Regions from separate parts of the Urocitellus parryii genome. Here region 1 is linked to region 2. A link is a contact called in public Hi-C data. All regions are on one chromosome and are shown on one strand. Each heading gives the region's core, a stretch centred on a gene start, on an enhancer-like site or on the middle of the called end of the contact. The rest is flanking DNA. Distances are from core to core; before and after follow the strand shown.

Region 1 (4,495 bases), core at 997-3,496, 210 kb after region 2:
GGATATTATTCCATGGGATTATTATTGGACTATTAATTTCATCAAGGCAGGGCCAAGGGGGTTATCATGTTCACCAATGCACCTAGTATAGAGATTGGCAGATAACTGGGGCTTAATGTTGATGGCAAGTCAATCAATTGTATATCCTGATTAAAGAATTGGCACTGAAAACCCATAGGAGAGGTTTTATGCATTCATTTGTAGATTTGTGTTGTTCTTCATAATTAAAGAAAAAACATTGCTGTGGCAGTATAACAAACAATATGATTGCTAGTCACTTGAAGTTTTCCATATGCTTTGTGGGTATATAGGTTTGACAATTTATATATGAAGATATATTAATTGCTTACTCTGTGTATAACATGAGAGGGATACAACAGAAACCAAATCGGAGCTTCAAAAATGTTTAATTTTTTAGAAGTTCATTTGATGTTAAAAGGGTATAAAAAATGAAAGGAAGATTTTAAAAGTTTAGTGACTAATTTGCATTTGACATTGCAAGGAAAGCTATCAAACTATTTTACTCAGGCTGTTTTCCTCCTGAAATATAGAAACTTCAAAATTTATTTAATTTTAACAATGTTCATTAAACTACATATCAATACTAACACAGGATGCAATTATTGAGATAATAAATAAACATTCAGCAATATTTCTTAGCTTCTAATGGAAGACAAGCTCTCCTCCCCAGGTTTTACTTCTCACTCATATAATATCATACTAGAAACAAATGAAAGGCTGCAGGTTGGTGCACGTTATTCCAACCACTGAGGCAGGAGGATTGTGAAGTTCCAGGCCAGTCTCAGCAAGTTAGTGAGACCCTAACTCAAAATAAAAGGCAAAAAGGACTGACTGGGGATTTAGTTCAGCGGTAAAGCTCCCCTGGGCTTAATCCCCAGTACCAACAAAACAAAACAACAAAATGGAAAACAAAAGTTAAAACTTAACCTGGAAAATACATTTTTCACAATACTTCAAAAAAAAAAAAAAAACTTAACCTGGTTGTATACTTTAATTATGTGCTGTTTTGTATATATCAGTCGTATCTCAATAATGCTGCCAAAAAAGGGAAAGAAATGAAAAATGCTACTTTTTAGGGACAAATAAAGATCAAGTTTCTTCTGGGTTACAACAAAGTATCTCCACAGTGCGTAGTACTACAAGGGCAATGGTTATTATTAATTTATGTAATAATCTTTTTAGCCTATATTTAGGCTAATATGTTTATTGAAAAAAACTACATTTAGCTTATGGTTTTATGCCGCAGCTCCACCGTAGAACCATTTGAATGCTTTGTGTGTTTTGAAAACACGATTGAATCCTACTCTTCAAATAGATTTTAGAAAACAGAGAAAAGATTCTCGGAAGTTGAATATGTACTGGCGCAATGTATACACATTTTTCTATGTGCACCAAATAAGGCTATTTTTCAGTGTAGAAGATTCAGCAGTACAGTTATTAGGCTCCGGGTTGGGTGTGGCTGTTGTGATACGGTTCCTAGAGATCTGAGTGGGCTCTCTAACAATCTCCAAACCTCTAGGGAAAATGCTTTCACACGCAATCTCTAAATTAAGGCATTTTTTTTCCTGGGGATTTATCTCCAGCATGCAGACGTAGGTGTTTTCGTGAGTGTGGGAAGCTATGGGCTCTCTAGTGAGTCTTCCCTTGGTTCCGGGGTAAACTGGCCCTCCCCCTTCTTAGTTCGCGCTGGGACAGAAGGCCCGGCAGGACCCGCCCAGGCACTCGGAGCACCTGAGACGAAGGAGACGAGCGGGTGTGAAGGCCCAAGGGCTTAGCTCCCCCAGCGTCTCCCCGGGCCGGGGCTGTCTGGACAGGCGGGAGGGAGGATGATTGACTGAGCCTCTCAGTGGCTGCGGGACCGCAGGGAGGGACGGAAAAGCGACGGCTGAGCTTTCATCTTAAACTGGTTGGGTTGGTCCTCCGGAACTGCCTTCCCCAGCCCTATTGGCTTCTCGGAATGGGTTGTTATGGTTACAAATGACCGAACAGTCCCTTATGAATCAGCCAATGAGAAGCGCGGTCTTTTCCACCGCACCTCTGAGCAGTAGGTGTTGCGAAAGCCCCGACCAGAGCCGGAGAAGAAGGCGGTGCCAGAACGTCCTGCGGAAGAGACGGGGGCGGGGCTTGTGACGTTTCCGGGCGAGCCAATCACTTTTGGTTTTATCAACGGCCCCGCCCTTTTACCGCACATTTCCCCTCCCCTAGTTCATTTCGCACGACGCAGCGGTTGGGAACAGAGACATTTTCGGAGCTGGAGCCGCCACTGCCGCCGCCATTTTGTGTCTGTGGAGAAAGAAGCTTCTGTGGCGGCTGGAAGTGGACGGAGATCACCCGTGAGACGGCGGCGTTTCATACCCGAGGTTTCCCCTGTGTCGTCCCCCAACCCCCCTCCGCGGTCAGCATGTGTTGAAGCCGGAGCCGCGAGAGACCCGGGGAGAGGAAGAGGAGTCGGAAGGGAGGCGGGGTATCGAGAGCGGCTTCAGCTTCAGCTGCGGCGGACCTCGGAGGGGGGCCGCGGCGCAATGTCAGAGCAGACGCCGGCCGAGGCCGGTGCTGCGGGGGCCCGGGAGGACGCCTGTCGGGATTATCAGTCATCGCTCGAAGACCTGACCTTCAATAGCAAACCGCACATCAATATGCTGACCATTCTAGCCGAGGAGAACCTGCCCTTCGCCAAGGAGATCGTCTCTCTCATCGAGGCCCAAACCGCCAAGGTTTTTATACACCCCGCAGCCTCCTATTCTTCTAATACTCCCTGATTTTAGTGTCAGCCTCATCCCAGGTCTCGCTTCCATCCAAAGGGGGACGGTGTTCCTCCTCTCCAACCCCCCCCCCCCCATTCCCAACTCAGGCTCGGTCCTTGGCCCAGGCTTCGAGCGTGGGCCTCTGGAGGGGAGGGAGTGGGGAGGGTAAGGGTGGAGTCCCGTTTCCGCTTACCAGCTCCCGTTTAGGCCACCGCATTGTATACCCCGACACGCACACGCTGTGAATAGAGCCCTTTCGGGTGGGGGAGACTTTAAAGGCAGTTTGTGGTTTGGGGAACTAAGAGTTAAAGCAAATGATTCTAAGCCCCTGGGAAGGTGGGGAGTGGCTCTCCCGTTTTCCCCCAGTACCCTTTTGGGTAATTGTGCTCTGTGGGTTGGAAGGAGGTGAAGGGGGACCTGGGAGCGAGCTGTTGGTGGGTGGGTATAGGGCATTGGCCCCGAGTGGAGCAGCGGCCTGTTAGGAGCCCAACATGGCGCCTGAAAAGCACATGATGCGAAAGGGAAGAGAGAGAGGAGAATCCATTCCCTGCCAGCCAGGCAGCTGCTCACACCCGTCAGCCCCATTTTGGGGTGGGGGCGGCTAGATCAAACTTTTATTCTCTTATCGGAGGGTCTAATTTACCCCCAAATATGGGAAATTGGGCTGAGGGTGGGGTTTGGGTGGAGGGGGGGAGAGATCTTATCCAACCTGTAGGTGGAGAACTGGCCCAGTGGGTACAGGCACTTGTAGTTTTTCTGAAAAGTTCAGTCCCTCCTCCTCTTCCTTTTCTCTTTTTTTCTCCCTTCACTGATAATGAAGGCGTGCTTTTCTTTACCCCTTGACAGAAGTGGTCCTCTGCCACCTTATATTTCCCTGTAGTCTTCCTCTTCTGTGGATTCATGTGGGAGCGATATGTCATTTAAGTTACTGTTAAACTTAGTTAATTATGAGTTTTAATAGCTTCCCAGTACTACTTTTTAAGTTATTTTTCAAGCTTGTATCTACGGTTTAGCTTTTTCTAGTTGTTAGTGTTTGCAATGATCCAGGATGAGCCTCCTTTTAGCAGAGTGAACCCCTTTTAAAAGGCCACTTTAACAACAACCACCAATATATTGTTTAGAGACGGTTTCTGTCTAGTGTAAAACTGAGTGGTCTGACTAATAAATGGTTTTGAAATGTGTGACTGGTATTATAAAATTTGTGAATAAAACATATAAAATATGTATTTGTCTTTTTTATTTACCTTTGTAAGGTGTAGAATTTGTTTCCAAGACTTATTTTTATCTATGTGGTTGTGTGTTTTAAACAAAAGTCTTTAAGTGACTTGGGTTCATTCTTCTTTAGGTTCCATCCACTCTTTTGGGTAAATCTGTTCACAAGATACACGGTTTCAGGCGGTCCTTTCATAATCTTAATTTGAAGTGGGAAAAAAGCAAGTTTTTTTTTTTTTTTTTTTTTTTTTTTTTACTTTTTAAGGACTCAACAAGTTTATTCTGTTCACTTTGACAGTGAAAATACAAGTTTTCATTCACCTTTTCTGTGAATGTCTGAGACAGCTATTGTTCCATTTTTTTTAAAGGTGAGATTTAGAGGGAAAACTTCCTTCCTATATTCAACATCCTTTTTATTGTTACCACGAACATTTTGGACATAAAAAGTTAGTTTTTGCCCTTTTGAAGGCTTAAACTTATGACTTTAAAAAAAGCACTACTCATTTTTCAGAAAGTAC
Region 2 (4,675 bases), core at 64-2,563:
TCAATAATTTGAATTTAGAAGTCAAAGGAGTTTAGATTGAGGAACTCTCTAAGAGCTAGGGGAATTTAAGTGACTGCTGTGGCCAATTATAGAGAGACTGAATGAAAAGGATGGTGCACTTGGACTTCAGACTGTGAGAGAATAAGTTTCCGTTGTTTCAAAGACAGAAAAATAAGGATGCCAGGAATGGTATTAAATTATTGGTAGTGGGAGGAGAATTTTTAAATTGGGGGACTTGAGGCCATCCTCTGGAATGTGTAAACCAAAGACTGGACAGTCCTAGGTATCAGGGAGTCTGAAGTTCAGAGTGAGCTCCAATGCCCGGACTCCACAGGACCGAGGTCCCAGCGGTTGGGACTCGGGAACTCGAAGCTTCCCCGCCCCCTCCCACCCCCTTACCTTCTGTTGGAAATAAAAAACTGAGTAATTCTTGGCTACAGAGGACCGGGATGCGGGGTTGGTTGGCAAGTGCAGGCTGCTGAGGGTCCTTAGTACCCGCCGGGGGTCTATACAGGTCCCGGGTGCCAAGAAAACCAGGAGCGAGAGCAGGAGGGCTGGGTAACCCATGGCTCAGGTTGGCGGCAGCAGCGCGGGTGTGAAGGCGAGAGGGACACGGGCAGCCGCGCTTAGCCTAAGCCCGGCCCCAGCCCTCAGCTCCGCCCGCTGCAGACCGGCTCCTCCCCCGGGAAACCTAAAGCCTGCCAGCTTCTCAGCCTCGCCACCACTTGTCCCCGAGGGCGCCGCCTCCACCCCACTTCCCTCTCGTGCCATCCTCTCCTTGGAGCCTACCTTCACTGAGGTCACACCACCAGTCGGCCCTTATCAGGCCAGGGTCTGTACCCCATCCCAATCTGCAGTGCCCCCCAAGCCCACCTCTTCTCCAGGTCACGCTGTAACCTCTGCCTTTATTGTCACCGCCAAACCCTGCCCCGGCCACCTTAGTCCCAATGCAACACTCCCTGTCCTCCTCCGCAAATCCCACTAATGTTAAAGATAGCTACCATAACAACTTAGGGACGGCTCACTGCATGCCAGTATATCACTAGACATGATGGCACGCATCTAACTCAACCACCACAGCAATTCCTTGTCTAGTGTACGACTCTTATTCCCACTCATAGATGAAGAAACTGGGTCACTCAGGTAGTAGGAAGTAAAGCACTGCTTCGGACCGCTCAGTCCTCCAAAGACTGCGCTCTTAGCATCTCACCTTCATTATGCCCGCCTAACGGGACCCTCTGTTCTAGGGTCTCCCCAAACCTCCGTATTGTCCGCAACCCCATGCCTTAGCGAGCCAGGTTTCGGTCCCTCCTTGTTGGTTACGCCCCCTTTCTTCTCTCAGCTCCAAGAAACCCACTCCAGGCTGCGCCTCCCGCCGCTGTCGCCTCCCTTCCTCCGTCTGAGGTCCTGCTACGCTTCCGAACAGCGCCCCCTCCTGTCTTCCCGGCAGCGCCAACCCCATCCAGTCCGCTTCAATTCCCTCTTCCTCACCGGGCCAGACCCCAGTCCTAGGGCTCTCCCACCCACTCCCTCCCCTTTCCGGAGTCCCTACGACAAGCTAGTTCAGTCTCCCCGGAAGCTAATTTTGCAGGCTGTACTACTACTTCACCAGTCGGGGTAGAGCATTCTTCAAACCTTGTCTCTACCCCAGTTTGACAAAAAATGGTCGCTTCCAAATGCCCCCAGGATTTCGCGGTTAATCGTGACCCTCGGCGGAGCCTTTTCTGATTGGCTCTGAGGAACCACTGCTCAAACGTCACTTCCGGCGGAAGGGAACGCGGGAGATTCGAGTAGAAGGTGTTTGGCGAGTTGCTGGGTCTATCTGGACTGCGGCCTTTCGGCGTCGCCCTGGCTGTCTCCCAGTCTTGACTTAGGTGAGGAGCTAGAAAAGAGGTTCTTGGGGAAGCACTCCGAGGTCTCCCGAGACTCTTAGAGTCATCGTCGATGAGACCCGGAGGCATTCTTTGTTGTTTGTTTTTCTGGAGTCCTGTCTGTAAAGCGAAGCTTTGACAGTACAAGAGTAAAAGGGTCAGTGACTTTAGACCGTGCCGTTGGGATCACTATGTGAACGTTTGTTGAGAACACTGGGCTGTCGAACTAGACACAGGGTGAGCTCAAACTGGAGATAACCGAGACAAAGTCTAGGCTTTTTAGGAGTTTTCTAGATTTCTTCCTTATCTCTCACATCCAGCCAATAATAACAGCTTCACGAATATCTCAAATCTCTGTACTTTTCTCCACATTCACTGGTATTTGGGTTGACCCCTATGCTATGTAGTTGTAACAGTAATCTCCCAAGTATTTCTTTTGCGTTCAGTCTTGGTACCTTTTAATCCAGTCTCCACATTGCCAGACCTTAATACCCGCCAGAGGGCTACAGAGATCCCGCGTGCCAGGAAAGCCAGGAGCAGGAGAGCTGCAAGTTTGACCATTTAAAACCTTTCTGCCGCTCCTATTTGCCTGCAGTTTTAAATCCAAACTCCTTAAGTATCAAACTCTTTGATGTTTTTGTGTTCCTTAACATAGATTACAAGCCCCTTCTTGTCTTATCCTTGTCTCCCTCTCCAGCCCCAGAGATTTTCCAACTCTGGCTCTAGGCACCAGCCATACAAAATGCTTTTATTTATTTATTTTCACTGTTGTTGGATATCAAGCCCAAGGCTTCATCCAGCCTAGGCAAGTGCTATCACTGAGCTACTCCCTAATCCTGGAGTGTCATATGTTCATCAGAGGCACAGGCCTCCCTCTTATTTCCAAACCTAAACCCATCCCCAACTGGCATGTTCTTACTCATTCCTTATTTCTCAGTTTGCAAGGCCTTTTTTTTTTTTTTTTTTTAAGGCAGGCAGGCTTTCCTAACTCTGCAAAACTGGATCACAGAGTGCCCAGTCATTATTTTCTCATGCTGAAGATAGTTTTATCTATCTCCCTCTGTGCCAAGAACTGCTAGATATTGGGTTACAATGGTGAACAGGATGGATTCCTTCCCAATTAAATATATCTTTTATCCATGGATTTAAGAAAGGAAATAACAGGGGAACTATGGGTTTTAAAATGGTCTGGGAAGTCCTTTCTAAGGAGTTGATATTTCGGTGGAGACCTTAAAGATGAGAATTATCTAGCCTTGAAAGAGAGGAAGATTACAAATGAAATGAATAAGATACACAACATACCTGTGGCAAAAAAAAAAAAAAAACCTTGATATTTTTGTGTTCAGGAACCTAAGAAAAGATCTGTGTTGCTGGAACTTATTCAGGAAGGACTCTTGAATAAGATGAGTCTGGAAGATTGGGTAGAAAGCAGATAATGCAGTTAGATGACTAATGCAGCATCATAAGCAGGAGATGATGGTGGTTTGGATTAAGGTGGTGGCAGAATACATGGTGGAAGTGAATGATGATTTCTAATATGGAAATAGACTCTAAGACTACTGATGGTTTGATTTGGCACATGAGGAAAAGAATGAAAGATTACTCCTAGCTATCTGGCCTTACTGGCTTGTTAGAAAGTACTACCATTTACTGAGATTGAGAAAATTTCATGGAAAGAGGTTTGAGAAGAAAATTAAAAATTCAGTTGTTACCTATTAAACTTTGAGATGTCTGTGAGATATCCAAACACAGTTGGCTCTCAGGTAAGCAGTTGCAGTATGGAAGTCCGAAATTTGCATATATTGTTTTTACCTTTGTATCATTTCATTGATAGTTATCCATTGAGCAAATAGATTTTAAATTCCTTGAACAAAAGAGCTTGTGTTTTCTGTCTCCAACTCTGTCCCCTCTCCATCCCTGTTATAAAAGTTATAAATGGTGGAATGAATGGACACACTATGTTGTACTTCTTAAGATTTTCCTGGTTAGTGTTTTTAAAAATATTTTACCTTTCACTGGAGGTTTTGTTTCTTTTTGTGTATTTTATTGTTGATCTCCTGTCTTCCCTTTCTAGAATCTTCATGTTAATGTCCATAAAATATTTCTTAGAGAATTGTTATGACTTCTTTTAAAAATTAAAACATAGTATATGCCCTTGAAAAAGATCATTAGATAGTGTCAAGAAAAATATTCTAAGTAGCCACCCTTCCCATAATGAGGCATCTTGACTTGTAAAAGGGGAAATCTGAGAGGAAGAAGGTGACAAAGGTTTTCTTGCAAAGCATGAACAGTTTCTGATTTATTATGTTTTTTGGTTTGTTTTGTTTTTTAGTACTATGGATCAAACCTAGGGCATCAGGCACTCTAGGCAAATGATCTACACTAAGCCACACCCCTTTCCAGCTATTTGGGGAGAAATGAAGGGAAGAAAAATTAGTCTTTGTGTCATTAGAACTGGGAACTAGTTTTCTAAAGGGATAACTTTATCTTTGGGGCAGCCTTAAAACAAATAGTTAAGTGTGATGCTTGAGCACACAGTACAGTGAACTAGAAAGACTGCTGCTGCATTAATTGTCAGAGTTGTGAATTCCAGACCTGATTCCACCTGCATCCCGATCTTTAATCAGCTACTTAAATTCTCTGATTAGATCAAATAATGAGATAAAAGCACTGTGCACACTGTAAAGCTGTTTGTCTCTTGTCCTAGACTATAACTAACTAGCAACTAGGAAAGCTGTCTGTTTGTCCCTCACTAATGCTATTAACAGTTGGCATTTACCAGCTGCACAACAAATAACTGATAA

What was found. A called contact is a pair of places that touch in the nucleus more often than the background predicts.
Region 1: a Hi-C map of muscle shows a contact between it and region 2, with 4 times the contacts expected there. The contact joins the promoter of Pcf11 here to the promoter of Prcp in region 2. A contact is called at or near these places in 2 of 2 Hi-C or Micro-C datasets (liver and muscle).

Annotation. Positions count from the first base shown.
Region 1 is chr4:73,166,536-73,171,030 of mUroPar1.hap1, forward strand. Pcf11 (PCF11 cleavage and polyadenylation factor subunit) reads left to right here and starts at 2,247. Exons shown (of 16, transcript XM_026384655.2): 1 at 2,247-2,735. The coding sequence starts at 2,544.
Region 2 is chr4:72,959,305-72,963,979 of mUroPar1.hap1, forward strand. It overlaps Prcp (prolylcarboxypeptidase), which reads right to left and starts at 1,314. Exons shown (of 9, transcript XM_077797646.1): 1 at 1,211-1,314. The coding sequence starts at 1,216.